2 separate regions of the Zea mays genome follow, and region 1 is linked to region 2. The links are chromatin contacts, called in public Hi-C maps. All regions are on one chromosome and are shown on one strand. Each heading gives the region's core, a stretch centred on a gene start, on an enhancer-like site or on the middle of the called end of the contact. The rest is flanking DNA. Distances are from core to core; before and after follow the strand shown. Region 1 has its middle 4.1 kb from the start of LOC100273677. Region 2 overlaps LOC100381785.

What was found. A called contact is a pair of places that touch in the nucleus more often than the background predicts.
Region 1: a Hi-C map of bundle sheath shows a contact between it and region 2, with 2.8 times the contacts expected there. The contact joins two enhancer-like sites. A contact is called at or near these places in 9 of 25 Hi-C or Micro-C datasets (bundle sheath, ear, endosperm and 2 more).

What each region holds. Positions count from the first base shown.
Region 1 is chr4:8,467,806-8,474,671 of Zm-B73-REFERENCE-NAM-5.0, forward strand. No RefSeq gene overlaps it. Among protein-coding and RNA genes, the nearest start is that of LOC100273677, 4.1 kb to the left of the region's middle. Within about 2 kb of position 3,191, at least 17 of the 20 cell types and tissues checked have an H3K27ac peak or open chromatin away from gene starts, as enhancers often do. A contact at or near this core is called in bundle sheath, ear and tassel, where this site is marked.
Region 2 is chr4:8,323,644-8,329,858 of Zm-B73-REFERENCE-NAM-5.0, forward strand. LOC100381785 reads left to right here. Exons shown (of 6, transcript NM_001174584.2): 6 at 333-1,442. The coding sequence ends at 833. Among protein-coding and RNA genes, the nearest start is that of LOC100381785, 5.8 kb to the left of the region's middle. Within about 2 kb of position 2,993, at least 9 of the 20 cell types and tissues checked have an H3K27ac peak or open chromatin away from gene starts, as enhancers often do. A contact at or near this core is called in bundle sheath, ear and tassel, where this site is marked.

The DNA.
Region 1 (6,866 bases), core at 1,941-4,440, 140 kb after region 2:
GCATAAAAAAGGGTGGATTCGTTCGAGAGACCAAATCATTAATCTCAACTGCCTTCCAACACCATCTATCCAAAAAAATCTTAAAGCGTCTAAAAAATAGAAAAATAAGTAATCCTTATCCACAAACGTACAGGCGATGCAAAAAAATCACATGATGGAAAATTCCGAAAAAAATTCCGAGACATAATTCCGGAAAATTCCGAGACACAAATCCGGTAATTTCCGACAAATTCCGGTAACCGAAGGAAACGGTCGGTAAAACACCACGCCGATTCCGATACCGATTCCGATTGAAAATTACGAAAACCGATTCCGTTTTCGAAAAATACCGTTACCGGTGAATCCGGTCGAAATATTTCGAAATCGGTTTCCGGAATTCCGAAAAATTCCGAAACCGTTTTCATCCCTAGTAATGGGTCAGTTGTTGGAACGTTCAATTTCAACACACAGGAGCTATTTTACAAATAGGTCTACGGATATCTCTACTTTTGGAGATAGTCTTAGAGATGGCAACGGATCATATTCGGATCAGATATTACAAATATCTTTCCACAACCATATCCGGGACTGCAACCAATATCTACTCGCGACCGTACCCGCAGGTAGAATTTTATATCCATGCGTGTGCCCATCGGATTTCGGATGTGTTTCGGATATCCCTCGGATATGACAGACACAATCAGTTTTCAATAATTCAATAGCATAACTAATCAAATTTCTTCCCAATTCACCATCATACACAATTAAAACATAATAAAAGAATTATTATGGGTCTGCAGACCACGATTAGGGGCACTAGATCTTGGAAGGGTCAGCCGCTGGCGGTGCTGGTGCCTATGGAACTTGGAAGGGGACATGGGCACAATGCAGCAAGCCAGTAAGGCTAGAAGGGGCGTCCAATAGTGGGAAATTATGAGCGTTAGGCGTGGGCTTCAAGGTGTTAGGATTTGTTCTTTGCTATGTAATATGGACTAGGCCAAAAAAGTACGCTATGGGTCGATTTTGGATATCCAATTGATAACCCGCAGGTGGAAGCTAATATCTTAATCCGTGCCCACCGACTTTGACCCACGGGTCAAAACATGTATCCATACCCGGCTTCGTCGGGTCGAATATCCGACAAATATCCAAATCTACGCGTCAAATTTCCATCCCTACTTTTAGTCTCTAAATTACTAAAGAGAGCATCTCCAACAATGTGACTTATAAAAATGCCCTATAATTTAAAAATGAGTAAATTTTATTAGATTTAGGGCAGCAATAAAATATTATGTTTCACAGTAAAACCTTATATATAGATTATAGGACAGTCCACTACAGTGTAGTATATTTGAGGCACTTGAGAGTGACCTACAATTTTTTGACCAAATTTTATAAAATGAGACATTGTTGTAGTAGTTTTTGTTGCGTAAAACTCTGTATTTTAATTTGAGACACAAGTTTGAGATATTGTTGGAGATGCTTTTAAGAAAGCCTCCTTTATTCCTTTAGTCATTAAAGAAGTGAATAAGAGTGACTAAACTTGCACTTTTACAGGTTGTCCCTCATCCAACTCCAGTGAGTCGCAATAGACACTTGACCGCCTGCATTTATTAGGATAATCTTGTCTTTGTGTTTAATAGTTAATGTTCTTTAGTCAGTTTTAGTCCAAGAACCAAATATGATATTATATGTACAAAAGTTTAGTTTAATTTTAAGAGGGTGGCTAAAGAAATAAAACAAGATCTAATCCAACCAGTCATTTAGGTTACTTCGGCTAGGTGGTTTGAAAAGAGGTGAAAACTGAGGCAGCGATGAAGGAAACCAGTGGCTTAGGCAAGCCTTCTAGTTTCAGACAACTAAATAGATTCAAAGATCTATCTAACGATACTAATTATATATAATAAATATTATTATTTTTATATAAATGTGGTCAAAGTTAAAAATATTTCACTCCTCGAAAAATCTCGAGAACAATCAACATATGTGAACGAACGGAGTAGCACATAGATGTTGTGCATCACAATTACGACACAACATCTGAAATTACAATTATCGCATATCTACTATGCTTTTAGAGACATCTCCATAGCATCACGTGTCGCCGTTGTAGCAGCATCTGTCTCTTCCTTGAACTTCAGTTCTAGCTCCACCATATCTTGTTTTGCTTCGTCCAATTTCTTGCGAAGGGATGATATCTGTGCAACTATAGGTATACATTTAGGCTGGGCCTAATGGACCGGTCCGAAGCACGAAAAAAAACACGGTCCAGGCACGGCATAGCCCGAAATATTTTAGTGCCGGGCTGGGTTTGGACCGAGGTCGCGGCCCATGGGCGGGCACGAGCACGGCCCGTTTAAGGCAGACACGAAATGACCCATATAGAGGCATGAAAAGGCTCATATATTTATTAAAACCACACTTCATTCCACATTTGCATGTACTTGATAAAGAACACAAAGTTAAAGATAATGTTAGTTAGATGTTTTTTTAGCTTTGAATTAGAGTATGTGATGTAATTTTATTTTTGTTATGAACATTAGATAATAAACTGAACTTACGAACTTTATATAGAGCTGATTATACTCTTTTTCTTTCTAACAAAATGATTTGTAAACGAGATAGTCATTGCATAGCTCTGTTAACTTAATACAAACATTAAGTTTGCTTTTGGTCAAATTTATTTGTCTTATCTTTTATTTGTTTTATTAAAATTGTTTTGAATTTTGGGCTCTGATGTGAATTTCGGGCCAAAAAGTGAATTTCGGACCCTAATGTGAATTTCGGGCCGCCCGAAATGAGCCCGGCACGTTTAAGCAATTACGGACCGGACGGTGGGCCGAGGGCTAGGTCTATGGGCTGGCCCGGCACGGTCCAAAATTCAAACGGGTCGGATCGGCCTGAAATTCAAATAATATGAGCCTTTTAAAGCTTGGGCCGGGTCAGACCGGGCATCCCGAATGTACACCTATATGTGCAACAAACAAATCAGCTTGAGTAATTAGACATGAAAGTGATGCTTCACAATCATCCATTCCCTTGCACAAGTTGATCTATATATATCGGCCTGTTTGCTTGAACACAAGTTCCAAAAGCCCTGAGGCGGCGCCCAACGCGTTGCGCCTGGGGCGGTGGGGTGGCAAGAGGATGTAGGTGGTGGGCAGCGGCACGGGCACAGGCACGCCGGGTCCACGCGCTGTGGGACACGCTGGCAAAGACCGCGGTCCGCGGCCCAGGGGCACTAGAGCAACAGTGACGTCGCGGTGGAGGAGCGAGGGTCAAGCTCGTCCTCGCGGCGCTCGTGCCGGAGCCACGCCACGAGCATGGCGCATCGGTGTGGTTGTCCGCGTGGACGCGCGCATCCCGCAGCACCGGCCGGATCAGCCGCGCGTCGCAGCAAATGAACGACGGAGAGCTAGTGAGGGAAGGAAGGAGATTTTTGCCATTATAAACCGTGGCGACTTTGGCTAGTATGAGAGGAGCCTATGAGGAGGCAGCTTCAGCGGACGACACGACGGGTGGATGCTGTGATGGACGATGGGAGGAGAGAAAAGTGGCTTTGTGTGGACTTGACGCGCGCAGCATGGCTCTGAAGCGGCTAAATTTTTCTCTTTATATCATTTTTTACGTCACATCACTAACATTTTATCTCCTACACTTTCATCTCCCGCATCAATTCTCCTTATATTCTTCCTCTATATCTCAGTACAACTATAAAATATTATTATCCAACTTAATTCATCTTATATTACCATTTCTTCAACTATTAAATGTGTGCACTGTGCAAGAGTGCACTACAGTGGTTCCCTTGATCCGACATATGTCTGCTGCCTCCCCTAGCGCTGTAGCGCGTAGAGGGGCATTTAGCGGCCGCCGTTGCACCCCAAGAGGGCCCCTACGCGTGTAGAGAAAAGGGGGAGGGGACAGCTCGCGGCTGCTGCTGCAGGCAGCCTTAGACCCTCCTCGTCCCGAATTCATAGCAGTGGGTGGCTTGTCTTCTTCTCTTTCCCACGCTTCAACGCCTGCGGTGGCAAAAAGAGCCGACTCCCCCCTTACACGTGTCGCCAAGGTCAGAGGACCCGTTATGGCGGGGTATGGCGCTCACCATACCTCGATTCCGCTCCAACGGATCGTCGTATTTCGGTCCTTGTCCATCGTAACTTTCTGCATCCAGTCTCCACCATGGATGCTCAACGTTCACCATCGTCCCCAAGTAAAAAACGGATGAGGGAGAAGCTCTATAAGTTCATAATGAAGCGTTATCCAGGCCACTATTAATAATGGGCTTCAAGATAGGCTATTGCTGGAAGAATAGCCGGCGCTCGATGTCCTCATGCAGCTGTACTACAGGACTCGCGCATAGTTTATTGTGTATGCTGTGTTTACTTTCCGACTTCTTTAAATATTTACTTATGTCATTTAATTATTGTTCATATATTGTTTATCATATATTCTTATATGTTGTGTTGTACGAAACATACTTTAGTTTTAAATATTACTTTTATATATGCTTCTCCTTTGCCGTAACTTAAATTTGTTCCGTCCCGCCAACGGACAGACGAGCGCGTGAAGCACTGCTCCCAGGCCTCCATTATCGAGTTGCTTAAAGTTAATTAATTAATTAATAAGGAGAATGTTAAAAGATATGAAAAGAAAAAAAATCTATCTAATACGAAGGATTATTTTTTTAAAAAAAATCTTAAACTATGGTAAATTAGGAACTAAAATGTATAATACTGGTAAAGTAAATAATAAAGTATATCGATATATAATTTTAAGAATTTTTATGACTTTTGATAGTTCGATTAAACGATTATTGTACGGAAACTATTAGAAGAAGAGTTTTTTTCCAACCGTGAAGAAGCGCTATCCTAATCTAGTTCTATATTAGAAGATGAGATTATATGATCAAATTTGAAACGTTAAAAATCCTTGTGGGGTCCAATAGCTTTCAATATGCGGTTGTCATCAATCACACCCATCCATCTATGCATAGCTTTTAGGCTAAGATCATCGGATCGGCTTTGAAATGAGTAAAACACTATTCTACGCTATAGGGGATCGGCTTTGAAATGAGTAAAATACTATAGTTGTATTGTTTATATACTAGTGTCCGTGCGTTGCAACAACATACAAAATATTTAGCAAAACATTAGTGTAACGATTCTAAGACAACAACACCTTTATTATGTGTACCACACATAGCTTGGTAGGTCCTGATTGCATATATAACGATGGATAGCCTAATGTTAAATCATGATTGCGTATCTATTGGGTTTGGTTCCATGACAAGATATTGGGTTGGGTTTGATTTCTCTCGGAGATTCAGAGTGAGCATGTCTTTGACCTTATTCTTCACTTCAAGTGCTTGTATCCTTTCTTCCATACTCTTATTATGAGCATTTTTATTCTTGCTATCCTGCTTGGCTCTCCCAACCTAGCAGAACCATTAGATAGTTATGTTTTAGTAAACTTCAAAATTTGCATTATATTTGCACATACATATATCAGCATAATGCTATAATATACCATGAGCTTGTATCTTGACAATTCTCCAACATCGACTTGTTTTTTAGCCTGTCCAAGCTCTATGCTCCATACTCTCGTGAAGTTCAATGAACAAAGAGTTTCACCCACGTCGTTCTCGTTAGGACTGATTTGAACAAACATCAGAGTTTTGGAATCTCCACCTGTATTGTTTAAACATTGAATTATAAAACTAATGTATAAGATTATAGCATTCTATAAACAAAAGACTACATACTTAGTGAGTCTTTTAGCAATTGTGTTAGCTTCGAATTCCTATAATTTAAAATAGCAACGACCTACAAGTGGTCAAAATTGAGTTACAAGACTAATAAAACTTAAATAAAGGACTCAAATTTAAATACCTAAAGGGTATATGTGAAGTCTTCGTTACAAGAGTGCATATGACATCACCAAAGTGAATTGTTTACGTTCTGTGCTTGTTTCAACCTTTCTCCCTGTGCGTCTGTCTTTGCTGCCCATTCACTTCCAGCGAGGTCATTTAGCCATACTTTGATCTTTGTACATTCTCCATTCATCAAGTTTTCTCCTTTGACCATTACAGTGTATACTGAAATTAAAATTCAATTAGTACATAACAGATGCCTAGAGAATCATATATGCCATCCATCCTCCATCGGTGGTGGATGAGGAGGGCTCGTATGTTTTATATTAAGCAAGTTCATCACTGTAGGCAGGTCTTGTTTCTGTAGGTAGAGTTGGTTAGTACAAAATTGTAGTCGATAAAAATCTGGATAGAACAATGCAGTGAAAACGGTCTCTTGTGTAATAGCCCAAAACAAAAATTATGGATGTAACATGTTTCTTTAGAAGTAATATTCAGTATGCAAACAACATGGATGAATCTAGTTTGTTAAAACAAATAAAGAATCTTCTTGGGGAAACAAATTCTCAGTTTTGAGTGCACTCCACTGATCTGCACCTCAAACGATGCAAAATGGTAAGTACATATGATTGCATAAAACAAGATCACGACTACACAAATAAACAAGAAAAAATAGCTATTTACACCATAGATCAAACCTCTGCCCATCAGCTAGTGAGAACTGAACTAATATCAGTAAAATAGTTGAATGATTGCTTGCTACAACATGCCTTATTTTGGACTTCAGAGTTATCGACTTACAGTGACTGTTTGGTGAATACTATATGGTGTTTAGTTATCTTAGTGGTAATTAATCTACTTGAGGATAAATAACAACTTGTGTTTCATCTAGTTTCTAAGTAAATTGAACTTTTAGGTTTTCAAGGAAAAAGAGAGAAGTGACCAACATGCAGTTGAATATCCTAATTCTTTGGCAAAGGTAATATTTTGTTGACCAATGGCCACTACTTTACAG
Region 2 (6,215 bases), core at 1,743-4,242:
ATGTTTATACCAGTGCAATGAAATGCATATTAACCCTTTTCTGTTACTATCTGGTTAAGTGGTGTTCTGGAAGCTTTACTTTAAATGAGGATTTTGCTATATCCAGATGTTATTATTACAAAGCACACTCTTAGATCTACATTGCACACTAGAGGAATTTGCTATGGCTGTCTACTTGTTCATATATCAAGTTTGAACTTCCAATGCTGCTGTATTCTTTAACCATGGTTGGCTTGATCTTTTAAAGTCTGTGGCTACTTGTTATAAACTAAGGTGTTTTTTTAACAACGGTCTTTCATTTCATAATGTGATTGATTTACTGTTTTTGGCAGGAAAGAGAATATGCTCTGAGGTCCTTCAAGAGTGGGCAAACTCCTATTTTAGTTGCAACTGATGTGGCAGCTCGGGGCCTCGACATTCCTCATGTTGCTCATGTTGTCAACTTTGATCTCCCCAATGATATTGATGACTACGTACACAGGATTGGAAGAACTGGAAGAGCTGGGAAGAGCGGACTTGCCACTGCCTTCTTCAATGATAATAACTCATCACTGGCAAGATCTCTTGCTGACCTAATGCAAGAATCTAACCAAGAGGTACCTGCATGGCTATTGCGCTATGCAGCTCGTCCTTCTTATGGTGGTGGTGGTGGTGGGAGGAACCGGCGATCAGGGGGAGGGAGCCGCTTTGGTGGCCGTGACTTCCGCAATGATTCTTCGTCATTTGGCAAGGGGGGATCCCGTGGTGGTGGTGACTACTATGGTGGAGGCAGCAGTGGTGGTTATGGTGGTGGCGGACACGGTGGAGCTGGGGCTCCGAGTGCCTGGGATTGATGTTACAGTTGCTCCCAAGTAGAGGGGTCTGCCAAGTTTAGGTCACTTTTTACTCTAGTTCTATTTAGGTATACATTTTTGGTAGGAGCTGTTATACAGCAACAAGTACAAGGTGAATGTGGTCATCCCCTTTCTTCTTCTGGTTGCTACTGGCTGCAGTCTTAATCTTGCAGATGTTCATTACGAAGAGGGTCTTGAGGACATTCAAGCACACGAGATTCCTAGTTAGGTGAAATTCCTTGGTAGGGATAGTAGCTAGGCTCTGACAAGTAGTGCTTGGTGCCCTTTGCTCTTTTTCCCTTTGTCAGCGTCGAATTTTGGTGGTCGGTTGTAAAGCTTGTGTTGAGGGGGCTTTTGCGGCTTGATTTTTGTCCTGGATTCGAGTTTTGACACCGGAGGTTGAAGAAGCGGTAGGATGATGGTAGTCCTTTAGATCCTGTTGTAATGTATTTAACTGTGAGGTGAGGCTGGACACAATAAATTCTGTAGGCGTGTTTAGAGGAAGAAGGGGGAAGTTGTGTGTGATGGTTTCTTCAGAGAAGATTCCTGCTACTGTGTACTTCGAATCTGTTTTTGGATGGAGTTAAATTGACATTATCGATGTCGTCCAAATGCTGTCTCATTTACTTTTTGGGTGTAATGTTTCCATGATATGCTCGTGCAGATGTTTGTGTTTCTGTTTCGTTATGTATTTTTATGTTGTATCTTAATTTCCGTGGCTTTCTAACTTCTGATTCCAGTTATGCACTATTAACTTATAATCAAAACTGACTGTCAAGGCTACGCAAGATAATCTATGATTTTTGAGAAAAGAATACTTCCCAATAGTAGTCGTTTTAGGGAATTAGTGGGTGGGTTTATTTAATTCTTGATGTATATGTTTAGATTTATCATCATTCATCTGAATATAGACATAAAAATTAAGAACTAAAATATAGAAAACTTGATGCAAAAACGACCGTGAAAAGCCCAACTAATCAACTAGCAAAATCAGTTTAGAGTTATGGACTTATGGTCAATTAATCTCTTGGAACCATACAAATGGCTGTATCTCTGAGAAGATCATCCTAAATTTGGACAGTCGTTATGATTGAGGAAAATTTGAAGGCAGCCATTATGATTGAGGAAAGACGAAAGACAACCAGATGGTAGGGGCAGAGTCTCTCTCTAGCCTATTCTGAACAGCTCTTCTATCATATTTTTTATTTCTAATTTTACTTTGTAAACAATATTACTAACAGCGTAAATCTTCTATTTTTATGATTCATTGAAGATAACCTAACACTAGCCTTTTGGTAGCTTCTTTAATGTTTCAATAGACTCCATTTCTTTTTTTTGTTTTGGCCACCAGTATAAGGTGATTTTTTTACCTTGTTCTAGTTTATTTAGATCTTTTCTTTTCTTCTTCTTTATATAAATGCACGTTTCTCCCGAGAAAAAAAAAATGAAAAAAACAGTGCAGAAAAGAGGAAACGGCTGCGTGTACACTTAGCACGAAACGAAAATCGAGAAGACATGAACAGTAACATGTGATTTGAGGAGGACCACCAGCATTTGGCGGATCGAGAAACAGATTAAGGGGGGTGTTTGAGAACAAAGTTTTTCTGCAGTATTGAAGCAATACTGTAGTATTGAGCAATACTGTGGTATTATATACTTTGAGGTGTTTGACAACTCATCTGAAATCTCTGTATACTAAACTGTAGTATTGTAAATACTGCACTTGTTTTGCAGTTTTGGAAACTTTGGTCTCAGCCAAAGTTTTTCTCTGTAAAGAGAGCACCAGCTGGGTCCCGCTCTGGCTGATTGGTCTCAACCAAAGTTTTTTCCAAACACCTTGATGTATTAGATATTGTTGTATTCGAAAACTGAAGCATTGTAAACTGTAGTAATGTCATGACTAAAGTATACTTTAATATTTGAAAAACTGCAGTTTAAAAAAACCGTGTTCCCAAACAGGGCCTAAGAGAGACGGCTAGCAAATAGATCATCAAACCAAAATAACAAAAAATAAAAATATGAAATAACCTTACGGCCTTATCTAGCACTAGCAACCACAGTGTCAGTATTGCACATTTAGCACAGTAGCACTAGGCCACTAGCACACTGCGCACACAGTTCAGGTTCAGCAGCAGCCGTAAGCTCCAGTCCTCCACGCCACGTCCACGGAGGCACGAACCATCAAAAACAAATGTGCTATGTGCCTAAGGCTGGCCGGCGGGGACATGTCGTCATGCCGAGCGAGTGAGTGGAAGCGCTGAGACAGTGAGACGACTGACGACGGTGGGTTGAGGGCTAGGGCGCAGCGCGTGCGAAGACCGGAGAGTGCTGAGGAGTGGGCGAGCGGTGGCTGGATCTCGGCGCATGCAGTGCGGATTGCGAAGAAGGGGTTGTTTGGCTGGATCCTATGAGAACATATATTGATGACTTCAGAACTGCTATAATATTTTTAAATGCATCCAACCAACGTATAGCTGCATACAAAAGCTACTGTATGAGTATGGCTATTCGTCCTCGTAAATTTGGTGTTCGTAAATTTGGTGTTGACATGGATGTTAGGTGGAACTCTACCTATTTAATGATTAAACACTTGTTACCACACAAGTCTATCTTCTCTGTTTTTATCAAAACCCAGTATCCTTTGAATGAGGATGGTAGTCCTTTACTCACTGATAATCATTGGCCAATTGCTGAAAAAGTGTTATCTTTCTTAGAATTGTTTTATGAATCAACTGTTGCATTGTCTGGTGTCTACTATCCTACTACTACTTTAATGTTGCATCACATTCTGAGGATAGCTAGACATCTAAATGCATTTGAGAATGATATATTGCTAAGATGTGCTGTTGTTCCTATGAAAGATAAATTCTTCAAGTACTGGAGAGACATTCCAATTTTATATGCAGTTGCATTTATTTTGGATCCTAGAGCTAAAATGAGGGGTTTTAACAAAGTCCTTATCAAGTTATCTAGTTTAACTGGTACTGATTACTCTAGGCTTCCATTTGATGTTCGTACTAAGCTAACCAAGTTATTTCAGTTGTATGAGACCAAATTTGGTGACACACGCATGCGTGGTGCCCACCAACCATCATCTCACCTATCTGGTAAGAAAAAAATGGCATGGGATGACATTTATGGTGATGATAACCTTGATGGTGAGTTCTCTACTCCTCTGGGAAGGAGATCAGGTTCTTCTTCAACCCCTCAAGCTATCTGTACTATTGCATCTACCTCTGAGTTAGCTTCCTACTTAGACAGTGATACTATCACTGAGTTTGATGAGGACTTCAATGTCCTTTCTTGGTGGCATCAGCATAAGTTAACTTATACTATTCTTTCACTACTAGCTAAAGATGTCTTGACAGTGCCAACATCTAGTATTTCTTCTGAGTCTACCTTTAGTCTTGCTGGCAGGGTGATTGAAGAGCGTCGACGTTGTCTAGCTCCTGATATGGTAGAGATATTATCCTGCATCAAAGATTGGAAACTTGCTGATGCTCACCTGCAACACAGTGTGGAGGAATACACACAAGAACTTGAAGCTGAGCACGACAACCTGTGGCTTGATGATCCAACAACACAATCAGCTAGGGATGATGGAAATGCTTAGTCTTGCTACCTACTAGTCTTATGTTTTATGAGTTGTATTGAACTAATGATCTGTACACTGTAATGAACTATAATGAACCTATAAACTTTGGAGCTGGGCTGCACTCTTTTTTTCTTTCTTAGGGTTTTCTCACGAGGTGTGAGTTTTTACCTAAGAAGGTTTTTAATGACGCGGCCATTGCACTAACAGCTCCTAATTATAATTTCATATCTGTGTTTGTGTACTACCCTGTGAACCAACTGTTATTTCATGTGATCATTTCATATTTGTATTAATATGATATTATCTTATGAATTAATAAATGAATTCTGTTGTCTTAATATATGTAAATAATATGTTATTATATATGATTAATTTTGTTAAATTTATGTATTTATATACTGCTCTACTGTTGGTTCAGGCCAGTGGCCGGCCCGACACGTTAAGGTCCACCGGGCGAACGGGCCGGCCCGACACGATTTATCCCTGTGCGTGCCGAGTTTGGGCATGTCTCTAGGCACGTGGGCCAGCACGACCCGACCCGAAGCATCAACGGGTCGTGCCTGGCCCAGCCCTATTCGTACCGGGCCGAAACGGGTTCGGACCGGGTCCATACCGGGTGGCCCGTTTGGATATCTATATCCGCCACTGGCACCAGGGAAGAAAAGCCTAAATTTGCTTCTTAGGTTGGGAACGATCCCTGGGTCGGACCGAAAATTCGAGACCATTGTGGTACTTTTCGATGAAGTTGGATGCACTGTAGTTGAGATGAATCAAGTTGTTTATCAGATGAATTTTAATATTGATCATTTAAGTGTTGTTTTCAATTGTTACTTGATATGGTTGTGCATATAGTCGTGTAAATGATTTTACATTGTTTACGGAGTGAATTTTGAAATACAAAATGAGATAGAAAATACGATGTGTAAGCTGCTGTATAGATGACCAAATGAGTCGTGTCTGGGGGCCAGTCCGAGGCACAGACCATTTAATAGTGCCTAGGCTGGCTCGGCACGAGGGGCGTATCGTGCCTAGGCCGCTGCCTCATCCTGTAGTGCCGACCTGACCTGAACGTGCTGGGCCGGCCACCGGGCGAACGGACCGGCCCTAAACGATTTATCCCTGTGCGTGCCGGGTTTAGGCATGTCTCTAGGCACGTGGGCCAGCACGACCCGGCCCGAAGCATCAATGGGCTGTGCCTGGTCCGGCCCTATTCGTACTGGACCGAAACGGATTCGGGCTGGGTCCGTGCCGGGTGGCCCGTTTAGACATCTATATCCGCCACTAGCACCAGGGAAGAAAAGCCTAAATTTGCTTCTTAGGTTGGGATCCCCGGGTCGGACCGAAAATTCGAGACCATTGTGGTACTTTTCGATGAAGTTGGATGCACTGTAGTTGAGATGAATCAAGTTGTTTATGATGAATTTTAATATTGATCATTTAAGTGTTGTTTTCAATTGTTACTTGATATGGTTGTGCATATAGTCGTGTAAATGCTTTTACATTGTTTACAGAGTGAATTTTGAAATACAAAATGAGATAGAAAATACGATGTGTAAGCTGCTGTATAGATGACCAAATGAGTCGTGTCTGGGGGCCAGTCCGAGGCATATACCATTTAATAGTGCCTAGGCTGGCTCGACACGAGAGACTTATCGTGCCTAGGCCGCTGCCTCGTAAGTAGTGCCGACCTGACCTGACACGATTATATATATTTTATTTAAAAAAGTAGTATATATATTTACAATTTATATTCACTATTAATCACAACCCAACGCGAGTTCTACTCG